2 separate regions of the Mus musculus genome follow, and region 1 is linked to region 2. The links are chromatin contacts, called in public Hi-C maps. All regions are on one chromosome and are shown on one strand. Each heading gives the region's core, a stretch centred on a gene start, on an enhancer-like site or on the middle of the called end of the contact. The rest is flanking DNA. Distances are from core to core; before and after follow the strand shown. Region 1 has its middle 39 kb from the start of Gm32235. Region 2 holds the start of Cpm (carboxypeptidase M).

The links. A called contact is a pair of places that touch in the nucleus more often than the background predicts.
Region 1: a Hi-C map of Th1 cells shows a contact between it and region 2, with 2.4 times the contacts expected there. The contact joins the enhancer-like site here to the promoter of Cpm in region 2. A contact is called at or near these places in 11 of 39 promoter capture datasets (the C10 cell line, cranial neural crest, embryonic stem cells and 6 more), 1 of 15 datasets of contacts at CTCF or cohesin (large pre-B cells), 17 of 484 Hi-C or Micro-C datasets (B cells, the BV-2 cell line, CD4 T cells and 10 more), 13 of 115 datasets of contacts at active chromatin or transcription factors (CD8 T cells, bone marrow-derived macrophages, craniofacial prominence and 8 more) and 4 of 9 other capture datasets (adipose tissue, embryonic stem cells, liver and 1 more).

The regions. Positions count from the first base shown.
Region 1 is chr10:117,518,603-117,522,589 of GRCm38.p6, reverse strand. No RefSeq gene overlaps it. Among named protein-coding and RNA genes, the nearest start is that of Gm32235, 39 kb to the left of the region's middle. Within about 2 kb of position 2,554, at least 44 of the 459 cell types and tissues checked have an H3K27ac peak or open chromatin away from gene starts, as enhancers often do. A contact at or near this core is called in the HL-1 cell line, Th1 cells, Th17 cells and 2 more, where this site is marked.
Region 2 is chr10:117,627,733-117,631,490 of GRCm38.p6, reverse strand. It overlaps Cpm (carboxypeptidase M), which reads right to left and starts at 1,991. Exons shown (of 9, transcript NM_027468.1): 1 at 1,964-1,991; 2 at 1,608-1,770. The coding sequence starts at 1,767.

The DNA.
Region 1 (3,987 bases), core at 1,305-3,804, 110 kb after region 2:
AGGCCAGGGAAGCCTTCCTAGGGAAGAAGACATCGCCTCTAAGATCATTCAAGATCCAAGGGAGGTTGACTCCAAATAGAGACTCATGGCCAGGCACCAGCTCACATTCTTGTGACTGGTAGTAGTGTGGTTTCAGGTTTGGTTTATTCACCACCAGCCACTTCTAGCTCTCCATCCCACAACCCCACAGAGTTTCACACCCACGAACATGTGGACACCACACCACACCTTCTCATTGAGCCAGCATATATTACTGTGCCCAGGGTCAGAGGTCACACTAGTCAAGTCATAACCCAAGCTGACAGATTTCAGAATTGGTTAAGTTTCCAAAGAAAAGAAAGATTCCTGGACTCGGGGTGCTGCTAAGAGACAACAAGCTCAATGTCTGCCCAAAGTCCCCAAGATCCCAGGTTTCATCTCCAGTCCCCGGGGAGTGGGGAAGCCTGCCTTTGCACTTAATATGTTGTGTGACCTCAGGCGAGTCGGTTCCCTTTCTGGGCCTCGGTTTTCTTACGAATCTGTAAACCGAGCCAGCTGAATCATAGTACTCATAAAATTTCTTAAACTGACTTGTGACTGAAAATGTTGGCTTTTCAGGGGTGCATGAGAGGAAGGTGGCTTGAGATCAGAGGTTCCAGGTGTGCACCTCATTAAGGAGAGAGGCAGGGGCCGTGCTAGAAACTTCCATTTTCCCTCTCCAGCAAACCCGACACGTTTTAGAACGATACCTTTTTCTTTGAGGGGTGGGGATGACGTAATTGTCAGTTCCCGACTTAATAGGTGCTTTGTGAGTGCTCCTTGAGAACCGCCTGCCTGCGAGGGTGGTGATTAAGTCAGGGAGGACCTCAGAGTCACCGGAGCTCTGAGAGCTCTGCAGGGAAGTGACTCACTTAGGCACCCAGTAAAGGTTTACGAAGCGTGTGCCTGAGTTATGCTCAATTCCAAGTTCTGAGGCAGTAGAGTACCCAAACTACTCTCCGTCCTAAAACTCACTGAGATCGCATTATTTACCCAGAGGTTCTTGGTGGTCTCTTCCTCAGCAAACAGGAACCTCAGTGCAAGAGTCTCAGGCTGGGTTCACGGCACACGCGTGCTGCTGATAGAGCCTCAAGGGGGCATCTATAGGTTTTAAGAAATGCCAAATCTTCAGCTATCTAGTGTCAAGTTAAAGAGATCTGATGCCAGCTTCAAATCAGACCAACAGGGAGTCCAGCTGTCTGTCTGTGTCCTCAGCTTTTTGCATGTGTTTTCAGAATGTTGAAATTCTCTCTCTCTCTCTCTCTGTTTTCAGTATTTCTGAGTCTATTTCACATTGCAGTGGTATTCACAGTGGATCTCTTAGCCATCTTTCTCTTCAGTGCCGGGGATTAAACCCAGGGCCTCGATACCCACTGAGCTACACCTCCAGATACTGTCCACTGAACTTCCCTAACTAACCCATTACCTCGCCGCTCCAATCAATTCTGTGTTTCCCTTTCTGTGTTTCTCTCCTGGCTTTTTCTGTGCAGCTACGTAATTTTTATGTAATTGGATTTTATAGCTGACCTATGATTTGGGGGGGGAGGGAGGCTCCCTGCTTTATCTCTTCCACATTATGGCTGAGACTTGATCCAAACATTACCTTACTATCTTTATAAATGTCTACTTATAATGGCTTATAATGCCCTACCACATAAATAGATGCACGTGCTTAGAAAAGATACACACTTTACAGAACTGTCCTCAGGCAACCCAACCCCCCAGTCACCTACCTCCCCACTTTTGTTAAATTCAGGTTCTGGGATGCGCTGGCTGGTCTTACGTCAACTTGACACACAAACTAGAGTTATCTGAAAGGAGGGAACCTTAACTGAGAAAATGTCTCCATAAGATCCAGCTGTAAGCCATTTCCTTAATTAGTGATTGATAGGGCAGGGCCTATAAGAAAGCAGACTGAGCAAGCCAGGGGAAACAAGCCAGTAAGCAGCATTTCTCCATGGCCTTTGCATCAGCTCCTGTCTTCAGGTCCCTTCCCTGTTTGAATTCCTGTACTGGCTTTCTTCAGTGATGAACAGCAATATGGAAGTGTAAGCCAGATAAACCCTTTCCTCCCCAACTTGCTTTTGGCCATGGTGTTGAGTCACAGCAATAGAAACCCTAAGTAAGACATGGGGAGACCCAAAACTCTCATTTTGATGTGTAAAAATTTACTCAGTGACAACTGGATCCTTAGGACAAATCCTACCTTGCTTTTCCCTTGAACAAAGATGATTTTTGGAAGAATCCATATTTTAATTATTGACATCAATAATGCTGATGGGGTTTTATAGCCCCCCCCCCCCCCCCGGTGGAACAACTAGGAAAGAAGGGAAGGCTTAAGGGAAAGAGAAATGGAACAAAGGCTGGGCAGATGACCCAGTCATCCAACCACCTCTGGCTTGCTTGGTAGTTTTTCCTAGTTATTACCGCTGTCTGTGTTTTGAATGGAAAAGCCGAACTCACTGAAGGTTAGCGTCTGGCCAAAGGTCAAAACGCCAGCCTATGGAGGAGTCTGCCTGAGAATTCCTGTCTCCTGGCTCACTGCATTGAAACAATGTTTCTCATCAGAGCACTTACACCATTCATCCAGAGCCTCCTGGACTCCCACAGCTGGGCTGACCTCCCAAGCTGAGACCACAGGCTGTTTCTAGGACGAGTTTGCTGCCACTGCCATTCTCAACCCTTCCCATCAAATCAGGCTGCTCCATTCCAAAGTTAAAGAACATCTACCCACTCCTCATCCTTCAGGGGTGACTCACCTTCCCCCTATGCCCGCCTGCAGGCCTGACCAAGAGAAAACAAGGGAACAGTTTGTGACTTTACGGGCCCTTTGAGGTAGGAAGAAATGCTGGGCAAGGCAGTGTAATGTGAAACAGGGGAAGGGAATCAGCTGTCTGGCTTTGACCAGCAAGGCTCTCAATAGCCCATGCAGCGCATCTGTCCATATTAGGAAAGCGGATCCCCTCTAGGTGGGTGCAGCCTTATATGAGAGATGGGGGGTCGGGGTGGGGCTGGCACCTTTCTGAGTAGTAAATGACTTACACAGCCATATGTAAATGTTCTTTCCATCACAACCTGAGGCTGCTCAATGTTTCTGAGCCTGTTTCCCTAGCTTTAATATAAATGCATAATAAATAGGCCCTCCTACTTCAGGAATCCTGAGAGAGTCAAGTGAGCTACAGCGTGTTAGGCACATCTCGGGAGTATACAGGGATTTGGTAAAATGGTAGCAGTCATACTTAGCTGCTAAAGCTATGACTTGGCTTTATAAAGGGGGAAAAAAACCTTTCTCATGCTGTCTCGGAAACCTTGATTTGACTAGAAATAAACTTCGTAAATGGAAGACAATTATGAAAAAAAGGGGAGGGAGGTTGGCAACAGATTGCTTGTTATCATTTTAATGTAAATGGATTTTTTTTTTTTGGCTTGCATCATCTGAGGCAGGCATATCTGATACGGATTTCTAATTACCTGTTTAGTTCAGGAGTGGGTAATTTCTAAGTCCACACCCTGACACACCTGTGCCTTTGGAGAACACTTCCAGTTCCTTTGGATGTCTTGGGCATCAGGATAGACGACCTTTTTTGAGTCACTTGGTGAAGGTTGCTCTCTGCCTTCGTGCCAGTGAAGGTTGGAGCCGCACAGTGACTAACTCAAAAGCAAACACGGTGTCGCATAGCCTCGTAAATGAGCCTCCTCAACTGGCTTCGGGGAGAAAATCCTTTTTAAAGAGCTGTCTTGTGCTCTTCAGTCCAGGTCAAGTCCCAGCATGCTCTGGGGCAGCTCTTTGCTGGGATGAGATACACTGACTTTCATTCTTTTATCATCTTGGTTGGAAGGAGGCATTCATAATTTAGCCCAGAGAGAGAAAAAAAATTCCTGACAATGAATAAATAGAATAGGGTTTGTGTGTTCTTAAAAATCACCAGAGGGCAGAGATGAACTGTCAGCTCACCTAAAACAGGACGC
Region 2 (3,758 bases), core at 742-3,241:
AACTCAGAAATCCCAAGTGTTGGGATTAAAGGCAGGCACCACCACTGCCTGGCTTCTTAGATCCTTTAAATTTGCTCTACTCTAGCCCTTGGATAAATTATTTTAAGAGACTCAATCTAGATGCTGATTCAAGATATAACTTTCCATATAACTAACCTCCATACTTGGGGTTTGTGGTGATCAGAGGATTTCAGATTATTTCCTTTTTTTTTTAAGATTTATTCATTAAATGTATATGAGTACACCATTGCTCTCTTCAGACACACCAGAAGAGGGCGTTGGATCCCATTACAGATGGTTATGAGCCACCATGTGGTTGCTGGGATTTGAACTCAGGACCTTCAGAAGAGCAATCAGTGCTCTTAACCGCTGAGCCATCTCTCCAGCCCTTAGATGATTTCTGACACCAACTCTGGCAATGCTGCTTCAAAATAAAGCTTCTATTACACAGTCAAAGCTGTTTTTATTGCATTTTTAATATTTCTCTGTAATACAAGAACTGAACCATGACATTAACAGTTATGAGAAGTGACTGGTTGCTTAGTAATGTGGTTATGAGACTTCCAGTCGAGTCAAGAGATCAGTGCTAAACTGCAGGTCAGAACTTTTGAACACAACTTCCACAGCTGAGCCAAACTGCATGAACTTCAGGGCTCTTTCATTCCAGGCATTAAGTTTTCTGGTAACCACTTTTGTGAGAATCAGCGTAGTAACAAAAGATTAGGAGATGATGCTAGCTGCTAAATTTATTTGCCCCACCCAAAATGATCAGGTGCAGGTCCTGGCTAAAACTTCACCCTCTATGGCTAGCAGGTTAGGTTAACGATACAATGCGGAACACAAATGAGGTCTTGAGTTTTATCTCCAGGAGCTAGCTAGCTAGATGGATGGATGGATAGAATCGCCATCTAGGTAACTCGACCAAAATTCTTAACTTCTTGGATCCCCATCTACTCTCTCCACTAAGAATATATAGTTTCAAAAGTAAAGCAGACTAAGTGATACATTTGCAAATGCTAAGGAGATCATTCGTTGTGACTTACTACCAAGCAGGTGTATCCTTCAAAAACAGCCTTTAGACATAGACCTACATTTTCTCATAACTTTAAGCTATCGGGTTAATCACATATGTGTAGAACTCGACAAAAGTATGGCACTGTCTAGTTTTAAAATGACCTGAGGAATCCGTAGTTAACAGTCACAATCAGTATGCAAGGAAGCCAACAAAAAGGGAAACTGAGGAAGATGTTTACCCTGAAAAGGAACGAAGATACACCTCTCAGATAATTACTTCCCGATCCCCAACGGCAATAAAACAGAGGACTAAGCGACAATGACTCTCTGTAGAGAAACGACAATATATATATACAGTTCCTCTTACCGCTCTCCTGATGTAACAAAATTGAAAAAACAAAACAAAAATAAAAACAAAAAATCAACCAACAAACAACAACAAACAAAAGCAGGAAACCCCTGACTGGGCAAGGTGTGCTTTACCTGCGTGGAGCGCGTTTGGAGAGCCTCACCAACAGGGGACCAGACGCTGTCGTTCAACTTACTTTTGAACGCGGGTTGAGGGTTAGGGATGTGCGCAGGAAGCCACCTACCTCTCACAGATTTCCCGATGCTGTGCAAGTGCGTGATCGAACTGTAGTTCTGAGCCACGCTCTTTAGGAACGCCTCCATCCCTTCCTGGTGGTGATATCGGAAATCCAGGGCGGCCACCACGGGCAGCAGAAGCCCCAGCCACAGGCGCGCGCGGTCCATGTCCTAGAGATGGAGGAGAAGTGAGCAGCTGGGTCCGCCACGGAGAAGCGCGGGCATCGCCAGCCCCGAGTCCTCTCCGCCCTCGGGGGCACCTGAGCTCTACGCTCCCTCCTCCGAGGAGCCAGGTGAAGGTGTTCCCACCGGAGCCCCGCAGCCCGCCCGAGTCCCCGCAGCAGCACCCTTCCGCAAACCTCACCAGTACCAGGCGCGCGTCTCCGCCCGCCGGCGAGCGCTGGGCGCTCGGGGGAGTTATAGTCCGGACAGAGGGGCGGGCCCCGGGCGACACGCCCACCAACACGCCCGCTCCGCGCCGCTCCCGCCCCGTGGGGCGGGATCTCCGCCCTAGCTCCCAGGACAACGTGCCCTGCAGGGTATTGAGGACAGCGAGCGAGCCTGGTGGGCGGTGGGGCATGACCTGTCGGAGCCCGTGTTGGACGTGGGGCCTGCCCTCCGCCACCGCGGTCCCGGGAACGCTGCGCAGATGGTGCCCACGGTGGGCGGTGGGCGGGCCACCTGGAGTCCAAGCTGGGCCAGGCTTTCAGCCCTGTGCTGCAACTGAGAAAGCCAGGGAGCTTTCAAGAGAGAACATGTGTGTGAGCCTTACGTGTGCCGAGTGTGCGGTACAGGACCATGTCCAACAAAAGTGTCTAGTAGATAGCATTTGACTGAATCAGAGTTGAGTTTGTGACCAACTCGCAGGACAAAAGCAGAGCTGCTGTCGTCGCTGCTCCGTGGTCCTCAGGCCAGTTCCGGTGCTTCTGCCTAAAATTCTGCTTTCTGGGTGGAGGGGGTGACCTGTGTTTGCATTAAAGAGAACACAGATCGTGACTGGTGAGAAGTGGGTTCGTGACAAGGGGCCATCATGTTCTAAAGGGCACCACACGCACAGTCTCTCTGTCCCATGGATTTACATACACTGTTAAAGAAACACCGGCTCCTGCAAGGGTCTGGGGCAAACAAACTCGGAAAACTACCGATTTGTTATAACACATCTTGAACAGATTCTTTTTAAATAGTGACGGCAGGGACCATCCCAAATTGAGGGGATGGAATTTTCTTCCCAGTGTACAGAAGGAGAGGGTTTTTCTTAAAAGGGTCCTTGAGGGTAGGAGAGATCACTGAGAGGATTAAGATTCTTGGGCTGCGAATCTGGCTCCCGGAATTGCAGTCTCAGAAGCCATCTAAAGGTAGAAGGAGAGACCGACTCCACTGAGTTGTTCTCTGACGGCAACAGGCACAACGTGATCCTTGCTGCACCGCGCCCCCCCCCCCGCCCGCCCCTTACATACGACTAATAAAAGAATTAATGTTTTAAAGCAGAGGTTCTCAGCCTGTGGGTGGAGACCCCCTGAGGACATAGGGACTTTCACAGGGATTTCCTGAATAACAGATATTTACTTTGCGTTTCATAAGAGTAACAAAATTACAATGAAGTCACAACGAAATGGTTTTATGGTTAGGCGGGGGGTCAGCACAAAATAGGGAAATGTATTAAAGGGTTGCAGCATTAGGAAGGTTGAGAGCCACTGTTTTAGAGGTTTAAGTGGGGAGGGACACAGTGGAGAACCTGGGGTGAAGGACTGCCTGCCCTCTCTTACAAATACAGATGGTGTAAGGTTATGAGGTCTGAGGGATCTTCAAGGTCTCCTGTGATTTCAGGCAGTAAGTCCTTCCTCTGACCCCAGGACTATGTGAATTCACTGTGCTAGGCGTACTAAGAACTATGTAAAATGGCAGTCAATCTAACGCCTTGAATAAGGTTGGTAGGCACATCGTTAGAGCCATGACGTGTTTATTAAATACACCCAGCTTAATGAATACGTCTTTAAGGAGAATTTTCTGACGATTGGGAAACCTTAACACAGCGCTTACATTTTCGGACATAGCTGTTGCTGTGCTAAATGTACTGCCACCATGGGCTTGGGAGAGCTTCTCCTTTCACTGATCATGGGTTGAAAGAGCTGAAAGGAAAGGAGAGGGGTGTGGCTTGG